Linked DNA regions of Sus scrofa: region 1 is linked to region 2. Evidence: chromatin contacts called from public Hi-C data. All regions are on one chromosome and are shown on one strand. The core of a region is the stretch at or near the end of the contact, and the rest is flanking DNA. Distances in the headings are between cores, read along the strand shown.

What was found. A called contact is a pair of places that touch in the nucleus more often than the background predicts.
Region 1: a Hi-C map of omental adipose tissue shows a contact between it and region 2, with 1.7 times the contacts expected there. A contact is called at or near these places in 3 of 47 Hi-C or Micro-C datasets (fibroblasts, heart right ventricle and omental adipose tissue) and 1 of 2 datasets of targeted methods (skeletal muscle).

What each region holds. Positions count from the first base shown.
Region 1 is chr3:119,200,733-119,207,154 of Sscrofa11.1, reverse strand. All of the region lies in intron 4 of LOC106509892 (a long non-coding RNA gene), which reads left to right. It overlaps LOC106509894 (a long non-coding RNA gene), which reads right to left. Exons shown (of 4, transcript XR_002342975.1): 4 at 5,908-6,422. Among named protein-coding and RNA genes, the nearest start is that of RDH14, 250 kb to the left of the region's middle.
Region 2 is chr3:118,762,330-118,768,490 of Sscrofa11.1, reverse strand. It overlaps OSR1 (protein odd-skipped-related 1), which reads right to left. Exons shown (of 7, transcript XM_021087818.1): 6 at 5,057-5,756; 7 at 3,384-4,311. The coding sequence starts at 5,724. The coding sequence ends at 4,176. LOC106509896 (a long non-coding RNA gene) reads left to right here and starts at 21. Exons shown (of 2, transcript XR_002342968.1): 1 at 21-103; 2 at 630-1,176. LOC106509893 (a long non-coding RNA gene) reads right to left here and starts at 630. Exons shown (of 4, transcript XR_002342967.1): 1 at 1-630.

The DNA.
Region 1 (6,422 bases), core at 3,780-6,279, 440 kb before region 2:
GTACAATATTATTTTAAAAAATCCATGATGGTTTGTTGTTAAGGAAAAGATTCCCCCATGTGACACATATTGGGTACATGTGTATAATAAGCTTTGGGATTTTAGCATCCCCTGACAATTACAGTTCTTGTTATATCAGCTGTTTTAGCACAATTTCTTGTTAGTTATTTGAGTTTAATTGTATTTATGCCCAGACATTAGCATGTAGTATTAGGTTCCAAATTTTAAATGAAACTTGTTTATATCATTTTTTGAGATGCTTCTTTTCCTCATTTCCTATTAATTTTCCCAATAATTGTATTGAGTTTTTACTGATGGAGGGGATGTATTCCGAACCTAGGACCTTGGCTTAGGTAGTATTACACTCTAGCAAGTGGTATGGTTTTGTATGTCTAGATAGATATGTGTAGATATGTATATTATAAATATATACAAATCAGTGATACCTTTAAGTTCAATGGATGAATAATCTCAGCTATACATATTTTCATTCATAGAATTACTCCTGTGATACAGCAGACATGTGATCTTGAGGCAAAATCTGAGCTAAGCCCAGATCGAAGTAAATGAAAGTGGTGCCTGTTTAGGAGTTTCATTGGTCAACCGGGAATTTCCTCTCTAGTTACTTCTCAGTAAACTGAGATTTCACTGATGTGAATTGACAGGAATTGCAGGGTTTGGTTCAGCTTACCAGAGAACCTATGTCCTCTGGGCTTGAGACCAAAGTACATAATTAATTTTTTGCCCACGCCTGTGGGAGTGGCACAACTTGTCATAAAACAGGCTACTGGCATCCTTACACTTAGAGGATATTTGTTTGACTAGAAAGACAGAGGAAGAAGCTATTAACTACAACTGTGTTCATCTTCTTTCAGAGGAGAGAAAATTGAGCCTTAGGGTGAAAAGGAGAAGGTTCAGAAAGCATATCTGATGTGTCTGTGATAATTATGTTTACATGAGTAAGAGGTGTCAGAGTGACATTACTCATGAGACTGATTTGAACAGAATGTTGCAAATCACTTTCAAGATTTTTTTTGGACCTCCCCATATTTTTGGATGTTGGAGTCAAGATTACTGGCTTTGGTAATTAATCCTTCCCAGCCTGCATTCTTTGCTACTGAGCATAGCAGTGATTCAGAGGCCCAACCTGCTAAATCAAGATAAAGCTTGACCTCTGGAAGCAGAAGCTTTTTTCTCACTTAGCCAGAGAAACAAAACCCAGGAGAACAATTGGTAAAATCAAGAGAGTTCCTATTTGAAGAGCTGCAGAGAGAACTTGGAATATCCATTTGGGGCATTTTTGAGGCTATTTTAAGGATATAATATAAATAATTATAAATTCAAAGACAGAGTTAGTTGGGTTCTGTGTGTGAGTACAGACATAGGGCCTTTAAGAGCTGTGATGTTTTCAAGGGAACCATTGATTTCAACTGAACTTTATCACAACTGATCTGTCATGGCTGCTACATCTGCAGGTTGATTTGCCTAGTTGGTTCCACAAGAGCATTATACTAATATTTCAGCTATGCATAAAGGAACTTAATTGGTTTCATTTGACCAAAGCTAAGATGTCTGAAATCATTTTGTCCAATAGACCATCATTATCTTTATGTTCCTTTGCAATTAGTTATAAGGCGTTTAAACAACTTCTCTGACTTTAGTGGGATTGTGTAGATAAAATTATCACTTTGCTTTTCATCAAGAAAGGGAAATGGGATCACTTTTTCACTATGAAATCAATTAAGTTTTATAAGAAATTAACTCCAGAATAGACCCTTCTGAAAGGGAACAAACTCTCTAGCATGGGCACCGGTGCTTGGCACAGGAAAGGTGCTTTAAAGAACATTTGAGGGGGTAAATGCAACTAAATGGCAGTTTTCCTGTTCTTTGGAAAATAATTTCACTAATCATTCAAACAGCTTAAGCTTGAGATTTTTGAGACTAGAATCAAGAAACATTTGATCGAGTGTGCTGTTGTCTATTTCCAGCTCCGCAAATATTAAAGCCTTAATATTTCTTTGAGTTTAAAGATCAGTCTGGGGTGGGTGGGATAAGCCAAGAATGGAGAAACGTCTTCTGTTTTGAAGAACAAATGACACATTAGATATTTTCTCTGTTTACTGCTACCTGTGTCTGGCCTCACGGGGCAATCTGAACTTGCTTTTATTGTGACCCTTATCACTCAGCCCTATAATTGTGGGAATCCTCTATTTCAGTAGGTTACACACTCTTTGAGAGCAGTATCACCTAACTTTATATTCCTAGGAACCACTTAGTGCCTGGAATATCCTAGGAGCTCAAAAATAGAGGACTGAACCAAATAATTAAATGGTGGAATTCTGAAAGCTTTTTTGAAGCTACTGCATCCCTTCAGTTCTTGTATGTGTGTGTGTGATGTATTTATGTGTATGTACATCTCACCCAAGATAGCACTAGTCTCATCTAATCCTATTTCTTATTATATTTAGTCTGAATTTAATTTTACACTCCCAGGCACACACAATCTCATATATCATTCCCATCAGACACACATCAGTTGCAACAATACACACAACTTCTACTCTCTCATTTTTAGTCTTTAAAAGCGAAAAGAACAATCTTCATATTTCTTTCATTCCCAGAAGCCAAACCTTTTTGTTGTCAGACACCTGAACCTCTGTCGGTGAAGTTGTAGTTCACTCTGAGAAATTTTGCCTTTTATGATTCAGCTTGAACAGCAGTTGTAAGTGTGGAAAGATATTGGCCCTTATCCTCAAATTTTTTGCTCCAACATTCTTTGCATGGCAGGCTCATCTTAGGGCAACTCTCAGAAGCCTAACCTTTATAGCGTAATATTTATGGAGATTCAGAGAGGGTGGATGCAACTCAAGAATTAAAACCCAAGCACGGTTTTCCTTTAGATCAACTTTTCCACTCTTGGCTCATTTTGGTATCAAAAGCCCTAGACTCAGAGGGGACAATATGTGAGACAAGTGTACTTTCTTCAGTGCTATAGCACAACATTTAGAGGGAGGATTCGCAAGTTCTCTAAGGTCTAAAATATTTTTTCTAATACACGTGTTTGAGGCGGAGAATCTTATCAGTAGATAAGAGCAGAGAGGCTGCCATCCCACATTCCACGAACTCACTTCCAGATGGTTTAGAGACTGAGGGGTGAAAAACTCAAGCTCTTCAATCAAGTCAAACAGCCCACACCTTTATTGCCCCATTTGTTTAGCAGCCTGTCATGGGCCTCCTAACATCTCAGAATCAGCCATGGGGGCAGCTGTTTAATTAACTCCTCAAGGCTGCATTTTGGTGGGGGCAATTCATTTATTATGAAAAACAAATTGAAAGCTCCGAGGGTTTTTTTTTGTTCTTATTTTTCTTGAGCGGTTACTGTTATCTGGAGCCTCCAGCTCAGTCCACATAGCAACGATGATTTTTTTTTTTTTAAAGGAGCCACTTGATCTTTTGTGTTGTTACTTTTTCTCTTTTCATTTTCCTAAATTGGTCTGATTATCTGACTTGAACATGGAGATATTTCTTTTCCTTGGTGACAGGAAATAATGACATTTTTCTGGACTTTATTTTATTTTATTTTATTTTTTGTTTGTTGTAGAAATACCACAATTGCAATACTAACTTCTTATAACAGTGACAACAGTGCAATTTCTTATATGTTGCACTGTCCCAGGTTAAAATTTGGTAGTGAATAATTTGGGGCTAACTTGATTCTAATAGGAATTTGAGAACTTACTGTCATATACCTGTATGGTGCTAAGGAAAATACAGAAAGAGAAAAGAAGACTCCTGGCCTTGAGAAATTTATAGTCCTGCTTTCTTGGAAAATAGATACTCATGTTTTTATTATTTTTAGTTTTTTTTATATAGAGATAATTTTTTTATTTAAACAAGATTTGCAAAGACATTATAGGATATTCCCATATACTCTTCACCCAATGTCTTCTAATGCAACATCTTACATAACCATGATATCAAAATAACAGATTGACAGGGACGCAATACTATTAACTAAACTGTTAACTTAGAGACTTAACCCAGTTTTTCCACCAATACCCCTTTTCTGTTCTAGGATCCCACATATTGCTTTAGATGTTGTTCCTGCTTGGTCTCCTCCAATGGGTGACAATTTCTTGGTCCTTTAATGTCTTCCATGACCTTGACAGATTTGAAGAGCAGTGGTCAGGTATTTCATTGTATGTCTGTCCCTCTGTCTGTCTGTCCTTATCCTTTTAGTGCCTATTGAGAGTCAGCCTCTTTCAGAATGCTTCCTGGAGGAAACGTGCAAAGATTTAAAATAACATGGACTTAGAGTAAGAGCTAGAGGAGTTCCTCATTTTTGACATGAAAAAAATGAGTTCCAGGGTAGAAATCAAGGATTTTGCTCAAAGTGAGACAGTTGAGGATGTTGGATTAGAACAACCTGGCCTCCTGATTTCTGAGGCAATGTTGGAATTATCCCTCTTTCCTATTTGGAATTTGGGGGAAAATTAATTCCTGGGGAAGCCTGACCCCTGGGTATGCCCAGAGACTGAGCTCCACAAGCTTTCCTGCTCCCAGCACAGAGCCTGCTCTGCAAACACCCTTGAATTCAATCACGCTTCAGAGCACCAAAATGTTGTAAATGGCTGAAGATGCTTCTCCCAGATATGAGCTAAAACTGCATAGAAAGGTAAAAACTGGGCAAGTGTGAGTAAGATCAAGGGAGAAAAAAAGCCATATTGCCTGAACAACCTAAGATGCTTATAGCAGAGCCATGATTGTTGGCAGGAGGCCTAAGGAAGCTCCTCAGATGGTGGGTAATGTTCCCCATCCTGTGCTCTTCCTCACCCACAAACCTTCAGGAAAGGACCTGTCTTTCCCTCTATCTCAGAGCACTTTCTGCTGTCTTACTTCCTGAGGAATGAGTTCATAGAACTTGGCAGTCACAAATTCTCTCTTACTGGATCTCCATTGAGTCTCTCTGATTTCACACCCCATTTACTGAGGTCCAGAGAAGACCTAGCAAAGCACTATGATCCTCACACCTCAGTATTTTAATATGTGGAGTGAGTAATTGGGTCAAGTAGGCAATCCTTAGCCATCTAGAATCTTTGGGAGACTGTGTAAAACTGATTACAATGTGTTCTAGAAAGCAAGTTCATGCTCATCGTTAGTGCTTAGAAATTTGCACTTGATCCTCGATATTTTGTGTCGTCTTCTTGGATATAGAAGAGCCTTCTTTTGGCATCCTCTGTTGGCATCATCCCAATGTGTTGCAGGTACAGAGTGGATTCACCTTATGCTTTGGAGCAAATGCAGAGCAAGCAGGGAAATGGCCTGGGGGATAAGAGTCCTGGCTTCTGTTTTCAAGCATCCCATGACTATGTAGCTTTGGAAAAGCACCTGCACATCTGTGTTTCAGAGATGCTCCTAGCCATGCTTTTTTAGAGTTAACTTGACTGGCCATTTTTAAACTGGATAATAAAAAGGAATTTTAGAAGTTATCCTGATGGGGGTAGGGTTACTGAAGTGGGTCAGTCAAATCTTTTGTGGCAAAACATAAGTTTGGAATAATATTCCAAGTAATCTATTGCATAATATTAAAAAGTAAAGATTTTGCCATCGGTTGAACAAATCTGGTTTTAATACCAGCTCAGCCATTTACTCTGAGTTCCTGGGGCAATATGATAAACCTTTCTTCCTCTTTAAATCAGAAATAATAGGAGTTCCTGTCATGGCGCAGCAGAGACGAATGAAACTAGAAACCATGAGGTTGTGGGTTTGATCCCTGGCCTTGCTCAGTGGGTTAAGGATCTAACGTTGCTGTGAGCTATGGTGTAGGTTGCAGATGTGGCTCAGATCCTGCATTGCTGTGGCTCTGGCATAGGCTGGCAGCTATAGCTCCGATTTGACCACCAAACTGGGAACCTCCATATGCCACGGGTGTGGGCCTAAAAAGGATAAAAGTCAAAAAAAGAAAAAGAAACAAAGAAATAATAACTGTAACTCCCTCTGAAGTTACTGGTGAGGATTAAATGAATTATGGAGTGAAAATGCTTTGCACAGTGCCTGGTGCTTTTTAAGGGTGCTGTTGATTATAACAGCTCTTCCTTCTGTAATATTCTGTGGTTCTGAGACTTGAACCTGGAGGCCCTACTGGAGCACTGCCCCCACAGTCACTACTTTATTCAGGGTGAAGATAGTTTCTACACCTGAGATGTCAGACGCTAGCAGGACAGGTGTCAGCCCAACCTAGGAACTAGGAGAAAGGCCATGAAGGTGGTCCCTGCCATGCCATCATAGCTTGAGAGTTTGTGTGAAGGTGACAGAAGTTTTCTCGTGCTCTTTCAGTGGGTGGGAGACTTTGAGTGGTTCTGTTCTTGGTCCCCTCCTTCTTTTCTTACCCCAACTGAGCAAGGCTATTCTGGGGCTGTGTA
Region 2 (6,161 bases), core at 2,276-4,775:
GTTACCCTGAATTTGTGATCTCTGAAAGCGGGACACCGAAATCTCCCACCACCGCGGAGGACCGCCGCAGGAGTGAGCGCTCACACGCCCGCCGCGCAGGGCGGTGAGTTCCTTCTGCGCATGCGCGCCGGGCCTGCGCAGTGGGCGGGGAGACCGACGGGTAGGGCGGGGCCAGGTGGGTGGAGCGAGTATCCAGCGGCCGCCCCTGCCCTGAAACCCTGCGGTCTGGGAGACCTTTCTAAACCATCCGATCCCGCAGGCAGAGGCTGCTGGGCACCCTCCTTCTCTAAGAGCACCTGCCAATGCTTCGGGGCTGCAGATCCTATCGGTGGGGATGAACCGATTCTTGGCGCGTCTATGGGCAGGATTCGAGGGGCGGGGCTGGGAAATGTGGGAGCAGTAATGACAGCGCTTCAGGCGGGGCCCATTTGTGACGTCATGAAAGTACGTAAATAAGATACGCTGCAGGCGTCGCGGAGCCCTTGTGCTCTTGCCTGTGTGACGTCATTGTGTCGGCGGGAGGATGCCCTGACGTAGAGGTGGGATGGGACGCCTTTGAGCCGGTTCTTCCGCCACCAGGGCTCCAGGGGTGGGGGTGGGGAGATATCACCTGTCCCACCTTCTTGCAGATGAGGCGGCGTCCAGGAGCCCTCTTTCATCTCCTTAACCCCCAGAACCCTATGCTAGCCCTGAATCCCGAGACGAGGAGGTCCGCGGGAAAATGTCTCTTCGTGCAACCCGAACACTTCCAATTCGGAAGGAGGAGGTGGAACTTGAACTTTTCCTCTGGGAAGAAGCCCCTGCGGGCTGTTCTTTCGCCCAGGGTACTCCTAATCGCTTCCCAGAGATAGCGCTGGGAAGCTCCAGGCTGCGCCCAGGGTCTCTCGCGCCTTCTAGCCGCCCAAGCAAAGAAGTCTAGCCGGGTAGCTCCCTCGTCCCCTGCACCGGACACAAATCGCAGGCCTAGCAGCTTTGGGAAGGGCCCAAGCTGAACTCTCACCTCCTCTGCTCCTGTAACCCGGCCCTAGCCACGCTGGGCACGCAAGACAAAGGAGCTTAATGTCTGAAAACGGGGGTGGGGGGGCAGTGGAGGGGAGGAGGAATCCTCCAGAGGTGTAGCTGAGAAAAATTGGCCACCTACAGAGTGGACAGGCAATAAAACCCACCCAACATTTCCGACTGCCTCCATTGCCTTTTCGCGCGACCCACAGAGTATGACAGGGTGTGGGGTCTGGTGGCCCCGGGCTCAGGCTTGCCCTTTCTCTGTCACTGTTACTGCACAGTCTATGAATCACTGCCACGAGTAAAGACTGCAGCGAGCTACGCTGAGAAGTAGCTTCTTGGTCCACCAGGATGATTGCAGAGGTACTGTGAACACACTGGAGGTCTCTGAGCAGCACCCCGCCCCACTCCCAGCACTGACCCCGCCCCCACCCCGCAGCCTCTGCGCTAGGGATTCATTCTTCCAAAAATGCACACTTGATAGGGAAAGTCTCTCCAAGGCAGGGCCTAGGGATGGAGGGGTGGGGATTGATGGTACCAGAGGTGGGGTAGGCAAGAAAGGAAAACTCTCCCTGGCATTCCCCAGTCTTTATAGTCCTTGAGTCCTGGCAGAGGTTCTGTGTGTCCCGGGGTGGTGGCAGTCAAGCACAATGTAAGGGACAGAGCAGGCAGCAGTGGTCAATCCCTGGGAAAGATGGAACCTCAAAAAGAGTAAAAGGAGGAGCGAGGCTCTCAGGTCCTCAGAGGTGCCCAAAGCCCTGGGTTGCAGGTGTGTGTGTGTGTGTGTGTGTGTGTGTGTGTGTGTGTGTACCCACGCACTGTTCTCATCTTGTTCAAGGGACTAGCAGAGAAATGGATGTGGCTTCTGCCCTGGGCTCTGGCACAAGCGGAGGCCAAGTGCATAACCCATACCACAGCCTGCGCTGCCCGCTCAGGCTGAAGCAATCGATGCCCAGTACGCATTAACTCTCCCTCCTCGTGCCCAGTTCTCTGGGATCTGGACTCCATTCGCTCTTTCGGACTCGAGATTAAAAAGGCTTGGGATCTTTCTCGATTATCGGGGATCACATAGGCCGGTCCCGAACCGGCAGCGCCCAGCCCCTCGTTCGCAGTGGGTCCTGGGACAAGCCAGGAAGGTTTTTGCGGGCAAGATCGGGCCCCGCATAGGGGCCGCGGCGGAGAGTTACTCCGGGTTGTGGGCAGGGTACAGTGAAGGGCCCCGGGCCGCCCCTCCAGGCCTGTCCAGCAGGGGGCAGCGTGGCTCCGAATGCTGCACTTCCAAGCCGTCCCGGCCAAGGCCACAGAGATAAACCGGGTTCTGGAACCGCAGAGTTCAAGCCCGCCGAGGGCGAGGAGGCATCCCCAGAGGAGGTGGGAACGGGCAGCGAAAGGCTAGAGCACTTTAACTTCCACAGCCCTAGCCGCCCTCTTTCTCAAACCAGAGGGCCCTGCCTGAGGCTGGGACTGGGGGTCGCCGTTGCAAGAAAGCTCGGCGCAGCGGTCTCCGCAGCCGCCGAGTGCCGAGCACAGAGGCTGCGCTCGGCTCGGGAAAGGCCGCGGGCGCCACCGCCTGCGCCGCCGCGCGGTCAGGATGCTGGAGCTGGGGGAGCCCCGCCCCGCCCCAAGCAGGAGAGCCCCCGGCGGCCTGGCCTCTAATTGTGGGAAAACTAGGCGCCCCAGGGATGGTTCAACTCGTGGAGGGCGGACTCAGATTTCTCCTCCTAAACTCTCCGGGCCTCCCAGGGTGCCCGCTCCCGCCCCCGCCATTCCTGACAAGGCTTTTAAAACTGCAGGGAATCTTCGCGGGCGTGGAGCCGGGCTCTGGGCTGGGGACAAGCCCAGCCAGAGAACTGTGTCAGGGGCATCGTAAAGGCGGGAGGGATGTAGGTTTGGGGCTTTGCAGAGGCAGCTGCCTATTGGGGCCCAGGGGTCTGAACCCGTCGGAGGCTGTCCGTGAGGGCCCTTCCTTCCCTCCCCGAAGTAGAATCAAGAGGCCATAGGGAGACTTTTGGTCGGCAAGGTGGGTGACATTCTGTCCCTTAGTGGACCCTAAGCGACCCCTGCACCTGGTTGAGATTTCCCAGGGCTGGAGTAGCGGCTTCTTTGTAAACTCAGAAGCTTTTGATGGGGAGATTCGAAGTGGGGAGACTGAGACCCTAAAACCGAAGTGGGGGAGAAAAGTAAAGTAAACTCGGGTGGGGTCCGAGGTAGGCCAACACCGGGAGGGAGGAGAGCTTCTGCACCCACGCCAAACCGCCGACCCCCAAAAGGGGAAGGTTCTGGAAGTGGGACAGATTGGGATGGGCAGCGAAACCCCGCTCGCCTCAAAGAAAGGGACCGCCAGTTTTCTGCGTTGGGGAGGGAAATTACCCATCCTGCAATGCCTGTAAAATAGCCGTTTATTTAATATTTTTTAAAAACTCCAGTGATAAATGTCCGTTACCGATGGTCAGCATAAAGTGCCAATCGCAATCCATCGCCCTGCTCCTGGCCCGCTGCTCGCTCGAGGTGACGGGGCGGCGGAACAGGGGAGCCGGAAGCCCGGCCCCTCCAGCCCCAGGGCCCCAGGCTCCCTCCCCGCCCTCCGAGTCCAGGAGCCCACCGCCCGCTGCGCGGCGGGAGCTGGGAGGGCGCTCCCCGGCCCCGGGATCCCGGGGCCGGCCGCCGAAGCAGATACAGGGATTACACTTTTGCAGGCTCCCGGGGGTGGGGAGGGGGGCGGGAGGAGGGGTTGGAAGCTGCGAGAGCACAGAACTTCCTTCCCACTCCCCTCGCTCTCCGCCGTCAGAGTTACAAGCTTATATGGTCAAAGAAAAAAAATAATAAAGAAAACGTATAAAATAACAATAGAAAAAGTAATACTTCTGGGAGAGGCGCCGCTGCGGCTCCGCGAAGCTTTCGTTCTTTTTTAAATGCAGTTTCCCTTCCGCCACGTGAGTACCGCCTTTTGGCCAAGAGTTTAGCCGCGTCCTGGGGGAGCCGCCCGGGCGGCCGGGGTCACGGCCCGGGGCGAGGCTCTGGAGTTCCGCGTGCGCCGGGGACCCAGGGGACACGTTTGGGACGGGGAAGGTCCAGGGAGCCCCTCCCGCTGCCCGCCAGAGTCGCCTTCGGCTTCTGTCCCTTTGGAGGAGGGGGTGGCTAGACCCAGGGTCCTGGTGCCCTGGAGGCTCTATTTAGCATTTGATCTTGGAGGTTTTGAGCTCCTTCACCTGTGAGTGTAGCGTCTTGTGGACAGCGAGAGTCCTGGACTGGCAGAATCCTTTCCCGCACTCTTGACACTTGAAAGGCTTCTCTTTGGAGTGAATATATCTAAGGGCAAAAACAGACAGAGTTAATCCTTGCAAAATGATGCAATGGTATAAACAGTTATCCAAGATCCCTTCCCACTGCAGTGAGGCGCTTGCCCTCAAAAGGAAGGAGCTTGTGGGTTCCTAGTGTGCAGCTGGCAAACGCTGAGTTTGAGGCTGCAGTAAAGAGGTGAGGGAGACACTGGGGCACCATCTGATCCATCTGAACCCAACGCAGGTCTAGCTCAGCTGAGGTACCACCTTCCCAACCAGGGGCCAGCCCCTGCCTCTTTACAAGGCCTGAGTCAATGCTGAAGGTCAGGGAGGGGACCTGAGTGGCAAACCTGCTGGGGCTGTGCTGTCCAAGAGGAGAGCCCCCAGCCACAGGTGGTTATTAAAATTAAAATTCAGCAAAGCCAAAAAGTCACTTTCTCAGTCACACTAGTTGCTCATTTCAAATGCTCAACAATCACATGTCACACACGTCCATCAGCACAGAAACGTCCATTGCACAGCGCGGAGGCTGGAGGAAGCTGTGCCTGTCTGGAGCTTAAGTCCTCTTCAGCCCCTGTTCTCCATCCCATGCTCCAGGACCCCATCCCTGAGATTTGTGTGGTTTCCTTGGAGATCTGGGGGAATCCCAGAAACTTAGCGGGTTTGAAACCAGTGGGGGGTTGTCTCATGAACCTCGCTGGGCCTTAGGGAGGAGGATGGTGAGGACGAAAGCTGACAAACAGCTCTCTTTGGGGCCACCCGCAGTAACGCACCTGTGGTCCCTTAGGTGGTCTTGCCTCCGGAAGGCTTTGTGGCAGATGTCGCATGTGTAGGGCCGCTCATCTGTGTGCGTCCGCTCATGGATAAGGAGGTTGTAGGACTTCGTGAAGTGGCGGCCACAGAATTTGCATACGAACTCTTTCTTGGTTTTGGAAGGCAGGCGTCCCCTCGTGGGCTTCTTTTCTGGGGACAGCTTGGTCACATCCAGGAGGGCACCCAGCCCACTGGCAGGGGAACCGGGACCCTCCCCTCGGCCAAGCTTGGAGGGATCTTCTTGTGTGGCGGCCAAGGCCAGGTTGGCAAAATCAAAGCGCGGCTTGGTCTTGAGAGCCCCGGGCCCGCTGCCTCCAGCAGTGATCTCTGGCTTGGGCTGGATGACATGAGGGAACCAGGGAAAGGCGGGCAGCTGGAAGCGCCCGTCCACCAGGCTGGACACAGCGCCCGGCACTTTAGAAAAAGAGGAGCGCGGCAAGTGCATAGTGGGGTAGCCCAGCGTCCACTGGTGCAGGTGCACCGCGTGCAGTGCACTGAAACCATACAGGTTGGGCAAGTGGTCCGAGGGCACTGTGGGCAGGCCGTTCACTGCCTGAAGGAAGGAGTAGTTGGTGAGCTGCAGGGATGGGTGGATGGGCACCGGCGCTGGCAAGGTTTTGCTGCCCATGGCGGTCGTGGCAGTCTGTCCTCAATCTCGATCTGCAAGGAAAAGACGAAGGGGGAAGAGGAGAGGAACAGAGAAGTTCAGGGTAGGTGCCCTCCTCTGAGTTCCAGCCTGGCCACACCCTCTCCGTCTTCCTGAGCAGGGGCTGGGAGTCTAAGACCCCAGCCAAGGAACTCACTGCCCTCACGGAAAAGACAGGAACTGTCTGTGGTTCGAGCACGCCTTCCAAATGGCCTCCGGCAGAGACAGGCAGAGACACACAACGGATACAGAAACCAAACTAAATCTTATGCAGTGCGACCAACTTAAAATGAGAGCCTATGGTGTACAGGATACTGAGAAAGGCAGAAACACGGGGGAAGTGGTGTGCAGAGACTTACATCCAGGCAAGCCCGGGTCAACACAGAATCACACTCTCCTGTGAAGATAACAGAAACTTG